Linked DNA regions of Mus musculus: region 1 is linked to region 2. A link is a contact called in public promoter capture Hi-C data. All regions are on one chromosome and are shown on one strand. The core of a region is the stretch at or near the end of the contact, and the rest is flanking DNA. Distances in the headings are between cores, read along the strand shown. Region 1 holds the start of Mettl26 (methyltransferase like 26). Region 2 overlaps Unkl (unkempt family like zinc finger).

Evidence for each region. Promoter capture Hi-C pulls out the DNA fragments that hold promoters and counts their contacts.
Region 1: a promoter capture Hi-C map of hippocampal neurons shows a contact between it and region 2, with 2.2 times the contacts expected there. The contact joins the promoter of Mettl26 here to the enhancer-like site in region 2. A contact is called at or near these places in 5 of 39 promoter capture datasets (the C10 cell line, hematopoietic stem and progenitor cells, hippocampal neurons and 2 more).

What each region holds. Positions count from the first base shown.
Region 1 is chr17:25,873,046-25,877,449 of GRCm38.p6, forward strand. Mettl26 (methyltransferase like 26) reads left to right here and starts at 2,455. Exons shown (of 6, transcript NM_026686.2): 1 at 2,455-2,681; 2 at 2,915-3,077; 3 at 3,175-3,234; 4 at 3,450-3,517; 5 at 3,616-3,694; 6 at 3,905-4,118. The coding sequence starts at 2,485. The coding sequence ends at 3,952. It overlaps n-TGccc7 (a tRNA gene), which reads left to right and starts at 2,043; the gene lies at 2,043-2,113.
Region 2 is chr17:25,209,016-25,213,051 of GRCm38.p6, forward strand. Unkl (unkempt family like zinc finger) reads left to right here. Exons shown (of 15, transcript NM_001197024.1): 7 at 539-623; 8 at 1,789-1,871; 9 at 4,032-4,036. Among named protein-coding and RNA genes, the nearest start is that of Gm52286, 22 kb to the left of the region's middle. Within about 2 kb of position 1,741, at least 84 of the 459 cell types and tissues checked have an H3K27ac peak or open chromatin away from gene starts, as enhancers often do. A contact at or near this core is called in hippocampal neurons, where this site is marked.

The DNA of each region.
Region 1 (4,404 bases), core at 1,205-3,704, 660 kb after region 2:
AGAGAGAAGCCAGGACAGAGGCCAAAGCTAGGAGAGTGTGGAAGGACCAGAGTAACGTAGGTTTCTAACACAACACAAAATCTAAGACCTGGGGCTCTCAAGGGCCCTGATAATTTGGTAATAAAGATAAACTCATTTGAAAAAGCCAAAATCAGCTCCAGGAGCCTGCATGTCTGACCTTAACAGGAACCCAGCCTCAACAACTGCTTGCCATGGCTGGAGAGTCCAACTTACAGGGTCCAGACAATGGCCAGCATCAGGCACTCAGGATCTCCAGGAAGCAGGTGCTCACACAGGCCAACTGCAAGCAAAGTCTCCTCTCCCATCTGATGGCCTCTGACCTCAGTAATTAGGGAAAGTGTTGGTGCATCCAGAGCAGCAACTCCCACAGGAGGGTATTAACCAGAGGCCAAGAACCCTTAAATGTCTTGTTGAGCGCTGTTCTCTAACGCAGCCTCCCTGTGGGGAAGGGGAAGCAAGAAGATCAATCTAGGGCTGTCATCAGTCTCCCTATTTCCTGGTTTTTTGTTTGTTTATTTTTCAGACAGGGTTTCTCTGTGTGCTGAGACTAAATGTGTATATGCTACGCGATGCTTTAGGAACTAGTTTTGGCCGGCGTGGTGGCGCATGCCTTTAATCCCAGCACTCAGGAGGCAGAGGCAGGCAGATTTCTGAGTTCGAGGCCAGCCTGGTCTACAAAGTGAGCTCCAGGACAGGCAGGGCTATACAGAGAAACCCTGTCTCGAAAAACCAAAAAAAAAAAAAAAAAAAAGAATTAATTTTGATTCTTTGTTTTGTTTTGTTTGTTTTGTTTTCCAGACAGTTTCTCTCACTGTGGACTAGCCTCTGACTCTCCAGTACCACCACCAACAGGCCCCAGTTGAAATTTAAGTAGCTCCCTGGCTGTCCCAGGCCCTCTTCCAGGGGCTCTCCTTGAGACAGGGCATGTTTAGAACAGTGTTGCACTTTGATGGAGAGAAAGAATCATCCACGACCTCTCCTGAACTTGGACATATGGAAGATGCTCACACCCCCAGCTCCTCTGCCCAAAATCCCACGAATAATCTATGGGAAAAGCAAGCCAGGTATGCAGAGGCTGAGGCTGTAAAAGGGAGAGTCTGACTCAGGTCCAGTCAAGGTCACTACCAATGTCAGACATCCATAACCATCTGTCAGGGGCTGCTCAGAGTGGGTGAGGGGTTGGACTTCAGGACTTTCCCCGAGTCTGGACTGATAACTTTTCAGAGGCATTTCTAGAGTGGCCACCCTATATCTCATCCTTGGGCCATGTCACTCACATAGTTTAACAGTTTGACTACACTCACACCCCTGGTCACTCCGGCTGAATAGACACCTCAAACACAGCCCCAAGCAGGAGCCATGTTTAACCCTGAGCTCCATGATGTAGTATGGGGCAGAGTAGCCCACGCAACCTTTGAACTAACTGTTGGCAATCAAGCGTGAACGTCTCGGACATTTTCTAAAATCCAGCCCCTGTGAGAAATGAACCACTTCAAACCACACAAAGGTGAGAATCAGAGAAGTACCCTTGTCCGTGCACTTGTCGCTTCGAATTTCATTTCAATAGTCACTGACCGCCTCCTGCTATCTATCCGTGGACCTCGAGCTAATGCCAGCCGTCTCAGCGTCACACAAAGCTCATCTGAGCCCAAAGTGTCCCAGACCCGAGGATTCCTGCATCTGGGTTCCCCAAGCTCCATTCTGTTACCGCCCATGCCCACAAGGCTTGGCTTGTTGAACCTCAGGACCTGAGCGCGACCTCAGGCTTCCAAGAGATCGCGACCGCTATGGTTTCCATGGCGCAGAACCAAATCCTGTCTATAAATCTCACGGTACCCACATTTTCTCCTTTCCCTTGGACGACAGCAACAACACTTTGGGATCTGGTGGGATATGTTGTTCTGCAAACGCTTGCCAATAGAGAAACGGAGCGCAACAGAAAAGACACAGGCATAATGCTGTTACATTAACATGCTTGCGTCACAATTCGTATGCCCTACGGACTGCAGTCTCGCTCAACAGCGCCGCTGGTGTAGTGGTATCATGCAAGATTCCCATTCTTGCGACCCGGGTTCGATTCCCGGGCGGCGCATGTTCTTTTTATTTTCCCGTTCATCTCTGAAAAGGAAGGATGCCTTGCAATCTTAAACACCATTCCAAAAAAGGTGAGGCGCAAACGCAACAAATGAGCTTTTAAACAAATACAGCTGAAAGACTCCAGGAAACCATAGCCTCTACTCGAGCCTTGTTCCTTGTCCGAAGTCACCGCTAAATCCCGGCCGCCGGAATCAGTTTCCCGCAGATGCAAACCCTTTTAGGAGTTGAGAGGCCTCCTAACAGTTATACTGTTGCAAGCGGCTGGCCCTTTCGACCACAACTCCCGTAGTGCCCCGCGCAGGAGCTGGACCACAGCTCCCGTGGTGCCCCGCGCGCATTCTGGCTGGGGCTGGCCGCACCGCTGCGATGATGATGGCTGCGGCTGCTGAGAGAAACAAGGAGCCCATCCTGTCCGTACTCCGCCAGTATGTGGATCCTGCCCAGCGCTGTGTTCGCGTGCTCGAGGTGGCCTCGGGCTCTGGACAGCACGCGGCACACTTTGCACAGGCCTTCCCGAATGCCGAGTGGCAGCCGTCGGACGTGGACCAACGCTGCCTGGACAGGTGCGGCGGCGCGGTGTCTTTCCCTTGCGGCCGCTTGGGGCTGAGTGAACGGCGGGGCTGGCAGACCGGAAATCAGGACAGGCCTAGGTTTGGGTGCCAGACTGAGGTAGTAGAAGCAATGGGCTGTAGGGTCGACAAAGATACCCGCTTGCTGCTCCTCAGGACTTTCCCCCCACACCCCGATCACTGAGGGGCCTCGTCAGCCCTTGCCCATGCGCTGCTGCTCTCCACAGCATTGCCGCCACCACCCGAGCCCAAGGGTTGTCCAATGTGAAGGCTCCGCTGTACCTGGACGTGACCTGGGAGTGGGAGCAATGGGGCGGCATCCCACCCCGATCGCTGGACCTGTTGCTCTGCATCAATATGATCCACATCAGCCCCCTGAACTGCACAGAGGTGGGGACCACTGTGGAGCCCAGCTTTCACGTTGCAAAGAGGAAAGCATGAGTCTCCAGCTCCCGGCTTACTGTGCCCTACTTGCCTTCCTCTGCAGGGGCTCTTTAGAGCAGCAGGACACCTGCTCAAAACCAAGGCTGTGCTGATCACCTACGGGGTGAGTGACCCTACCTTAAGACACCCCTATCAGCCTTGGGTGTTTCCCCACTCTTGAAGCCCAGGGCCCGGGACCTAGCTAGCCCTTTTCCTTCTTGAGTGCAGAAAAAAGTTATTCTTTCTATACTCCTATGGAAAGAACTCCATCCTATCCTGCAAACTAGCTGTGTGGGAACGACTGACTTTGGGCCTATGTATTGTGTCTTGTTCTCACAGCCCTATGCCGTCAATGGGAAGATCTCTCCCCAGAGCAACGTGGACTTTGACCTGACCCTCAGATGCAGGTCAGATCTGGCTAGGAGGTAGCTTGGCTCAGAGAGAGGGTAGGCGGGATCATAACCTCAACTCTGCAAATGCCTTCTACCTTCCTCCCCAACTGCAGGAACCCAGAGTGGGGGCTTCGTGACACAGTCCTTCTGGAGGAACTAGGCCAGGCCAGTGGCTTGGTCCTGGAGAGGATGGTAGGCAGGGCGATGTGGGGGTGGGGAGCCTCCCTGTGATTAAGAGTCACTCCAGCCTGGCATGGTGGCGCACGCCTGTAATCCCAGCACTTGGGAGGCAGAGTGAGTTCCAGGACAGCCAAGGCTACACAGAGAAACCCTGTCTCGAAAAAACCAAAAACAACAACAACAAAAAAAAAACCAAGTCACTCCAGCAAAGCGTTTTTCCAGGTGGACATGCCAGCCAACAACAAGTGCCTGATTTTTCGGAAAGAATAGCATCTCTGTCAAAAGTTGTCACGGTACAAGCTAGACCTCAGCCCCTCCCTCAGTCCTTGGGATAAATTAGCCCCTCCTGGTCTGGTGGCCACAGGGCTGTAGAGAACCTGTTCTGAAGGGGCCTTAAAATAAATCCTTTCCAGCCCACTGTGGGCTATCTATACCACATTGCTTGCTGGGAATACCTGGGAGAGGGCGAAAGGGGACCGGTCTGGGAGATGATTAGGGCTTGGGGTGGGTGTAGCTGAAGCAGGACTGAGCTGACTTTCTCCTATGTCCCTGGAGACAAGCTTGTATGTCTGTCTGAGGGCTCCCAAGAGTGAGTTGGTGCTACTTGGTGACCTCAACTAGGAACTGGAAGCTCCATCTACTGGAAGGATTCCAACTGAATAGATAGGGCTGGTGGGGGTGCGGTGGAGACAGTGCTGGTGGGGGTGAGGAGTGGGGTGGAG
Region 2 (4,036 bases), core at 491-2,990:
TCTTTCCCAGGTCCCCATGGTGAAGTAGTGGGCAGTCTGGTCGTAAGATAGGTGCTTGTATAAGCACCTATCATTGAACAGGCATTGCTCGAGCTTCTGCTGTCTACCAGACAGACACCTTTCCAGAGTGTCAAGTAGTCTTTGCCTGGCGGTCTGACAGACAGACTTGGCTCTGACCAATACATTTTGCAGAGCGGAGGGTTTTTAGGACCAAGGGCATCTAGGGGCAAATGGTATGGTGGCCATCTGTCTATCACTAGAAAGGAAAGGGTTGTGTAGCTCAAAGATTTGGAGGTTCCCAGTCATGATCACAAGCATATCTCATAGTTACAGGGGCCTTGCACTAGGCCCTGCCTTGTCACCGGTCCAGCATCTTCTGGTCTAAGAGCCAGGCCTTCATGAGCTTTTGGAGACACTGCAGATTTGTTCTGCAGCTGGGAAGTGCTCACTCACTCTGTTTGCTTCGGTGTTCTAAGCGGCCAGCTGCGCTTCATAGAAAACAGATCACTAAGCCACCATGTTTTGTCTGATTTCCTAGATCTACAAATCTACAAAATGCAACGATATGCGCCAAACTGGCTACTGCCCTCGGGGCCCTTTCTGTGCCTTTGCACACACTGAGAGTAAGTAGACGATCTTCAGGGGGGTGTGGGGGAGGGGGCACCTCAGCCACCATGTGGCCAAGGAGCTCACTCAGCAGCTCCACAGTCTCACAGTGACCTGGGACTAGGCATGTCTGGGAATCCTGTATATAATGCCCGTTGAGATGGCTGGGGTGGGGGCAGGGAGAGGGGAGGGCTCATGCCTCATGGCTGGACCTGCCTTGCCCTTTGCACCTGGGACAGACTAGACCTGTGATGCTTGAAAGGACCCCTGTCCCCGGCCTCCTAGGTCCCACCTGCCTCCTGGGGATACGGATCTGTTGTCATTCTCGTGCTCACCTGCTTTGCTGCTGTCCTGCTGGGACTGAGTGTCAGTGGCTTTGTAGAGTCACTTTCTGTCCCTGTAGCTAGAGGTGCCAAGATCCTTAGTTGGGCTTGGCCAGCTGGCCTCAGACCCTACGGTCATTTATTGTCACATAGGCTCATAATTGATTCTCTAAAGCTGCTCCCCCAGCTCAGGAGTCTGAGTTCTGGTGGTTATAAAGCAGTTGCAAGCTCAGACTTCATTTTCTGTTCCAGTTGGAGTGGCAGCTGTTTCTGATCACACTTGACATGTTGTTGTTCATGTTAAAAATGATTGAACCCAAATAGCACTATTTGGGGCTAGAGAGATGGTTCAGTAGTTAAGAGCATGCATTGCTCTTGCAGAGTCGAGAGCTGAATTCCCAGCACCCACAACCGCTAGGGAATCAAATGCACACTCAGGGACCCCCGGAGCACCTGTACTCACATGCACACATCCACACAGAATACACACCTTAAAACAGATGTACCAACCATTGAGCCACCTCTCCAGCCCCTAAAAAGAATTTTTTTTTTTTTTTTCCGAGACAAGGTTTCTCTGTGTAGCCCTGGCTGTCCTGGAACTCACTCTGTAGACCAGGCTGGCCTCGAACTCAGAAATCCACCTGCCTCTGTCTCCCAAGTGCTGGGATTAAAGGCGTGCACCGCCGCCATCACCACCCAGCAAAAAAGAATTTTTTATTTTAATTTCATGGCTCTGTGTGGGCTGGCCTGCCACCCAGAACAAGGGAAGTGGTTACAACATCAACCGGTCCTCTCCACCTGTCCTGTGGGCCAGCTGGCGGCCCCTCAGTGCCAGTTTCTCTTTTTTTTCTCTTGGCAGAGAGCCTGGCTATGGTGAACGAGTGGAGCTGCCGTGATCTCAGTTCCAACAGCACCTCAGCTTATAGCAGCCAGCCTGGAAGTGTAAGTGGACACTGCTTGGATCAGTCCCACTGAGGGGACAGGCATGGGGTGAGGTTTGGGTGGTGTGGCTGAAAGCAGCCTACATGTGGAGTTGTGATTCCTCCTCAGATAGTCTAGAAAAGTCTTGCCTGGGCTGGAGCAGGACATCATGCCCCTGCTGCACTGCTTTGTGGGATTCGGCCTTAGCGGGCATCTGGTGCCTTGCCAGCCCTCGACTTGGCAGATCCCTTGGGCTGTCCGTCCTAGGCAGTTGGAGGTCATCAACAAGTGGTATCTGATGCAGCATCTCAGTCTGTTACTCGGCATCCCCATGCTTTGGGTGAGGGGCGTCCTGTATCTGATGGGTGTGATGAGGATGGATCGTTCTCGGACTGAGAAGTCACTTCCTGTTCGTGCCAGAGTCAGCCACTAGAGTAGGTCCCTGGGGAGCCATCCCAGGATAGGGACAGGATGTTCAAAAACGGATTTAAAATAGCATTTGGTTCTAAACAGTTTGTGTGACATTGACGTAGTCCTGAGGTTGCTGGGCAGTGTGGTTTATGCCCAGCATTCAGGAGGTGGAGGTAGGAGGTCTCTGAGTTTGAGGACAGCCTGGTTTATAAAGTGAGTTCCAGAAACCCTGTCTTAAAACAAAACAAAACAAAAACAAACTATTAAAAATGAGGGGAAAAAAAGAAGTCTCCCTGAATTAGTTGAACAGAGCCGCTCTGCTCAGCTCATGCAGTCAGGGTGTCGCTGCACTTGGTTGCTAAGCCACTGTTGGACCCTGAGTCTGTTAGGGCTCCTGAGGTTCTGTAGGTGTTTCTTTGTGGTCTAGGGTTTAGTCACTTTTGTTCTTTGGCCCTTCTGCCTAGGATGGTCTTCTCTGGCTGGTAGGGCAGGCTCCATATGTGTTCTAGGTATGGCAGGCATCCTCTGCTGCTCTCGGCTCAGGAGGCCCCAGTCTGTGATGCTCTGTTGCTGGTGTCAGTGAGCTCTCCCGAGAGTCCCTCTCTCTCTGAGTGAGGGTGGAGGAGTGCCTGTGGATGAGTCATCTCTACATTCTTTCCTGCTCTGGGCCTGGAACCCTGCGGGCACTCTATACTCAGAACTTTCCACGTCTCTTGGAATTGTCACAAAACCCTCACAGGGCCACTTGAAATGCTGGGAGCTCTTCTCCTTCAAGGAGGCACAGCTGGGCCTGTCTTAGGGTTTCATTGCTGTGAAGAGACACCATGACCAAGGCAACACTACAAAGGACAACATTTAATTGGACCTGGCTTACAGGTTCAGAGGTTCATTATCATCATGGCAAGACCATGGCGGTGTGCAGACAGGCATGGTGCTAGAGTAGCTAAGAATTCGACATCTTGATCGGCTGGCAGCCACGAGTAGACTAGATTCCACCCTGTGTGTAGCCTGAGCAGAGCAGACCTCCCACAAAGTGACATACTTCTTCCAACAAGGCCACATCTCCTGGTAGTGTCACTCCCTATAGCCAGACTTTCAAACATGAGTCTATGAGGCTAAACCTATTCAAACCACCACAACCTCCCTTGGGCAATTCTGAACAGACTTAGCCTTGGTGCTGTTTGGGTCAAGCAAGAGATCTGCACACACCGGGCGGTGGTGGCGCACTCCTTTAATCCCAGCACTTGGGAGGCAGAGGCAGGTGGATTTCTGAGTTTGAGGCCAGCCTGGTCTACAAAGTGAGTTCCAGGACAGCCAGGGCTATACAGAGAAACCCTGTCTCGAAAAAAACAAACAAACAAAAAAAGAGACCTGTACACACCCAGGCCATTTTGTTGAATAACTCCTTGGCTTGGTACATGTGTCAAGGCCTGTCTTTCCCTGAGTGATCCAAATGTGGGAAGAGCTTTGGGTACCAGTGAACAGGAACTGTGTAAACACTTTCTCAGTGTTTTGTAGGGTTGTTGGTTATTGTTTTGGTTTTTTGGTTTTTTTTTTTTTTTTTTTTTTTGAGATGAGGTCTTATTCTATGACCTAGGTTGGCCTCAAACTCAACGATCTGCCCGCCTCAGTCTCCTTTGTAATGGGATTACAAGCCCAGTCCAGCACACCAGCTCCAGCATTTTCTAAATTGTAAACAAAGTGTAGGCCTATGTGTTTTCAGGAGATGTCTCCTTGCCTTTCTAACCTGAGCGGGTCTTCTATTTGCAGGCCAA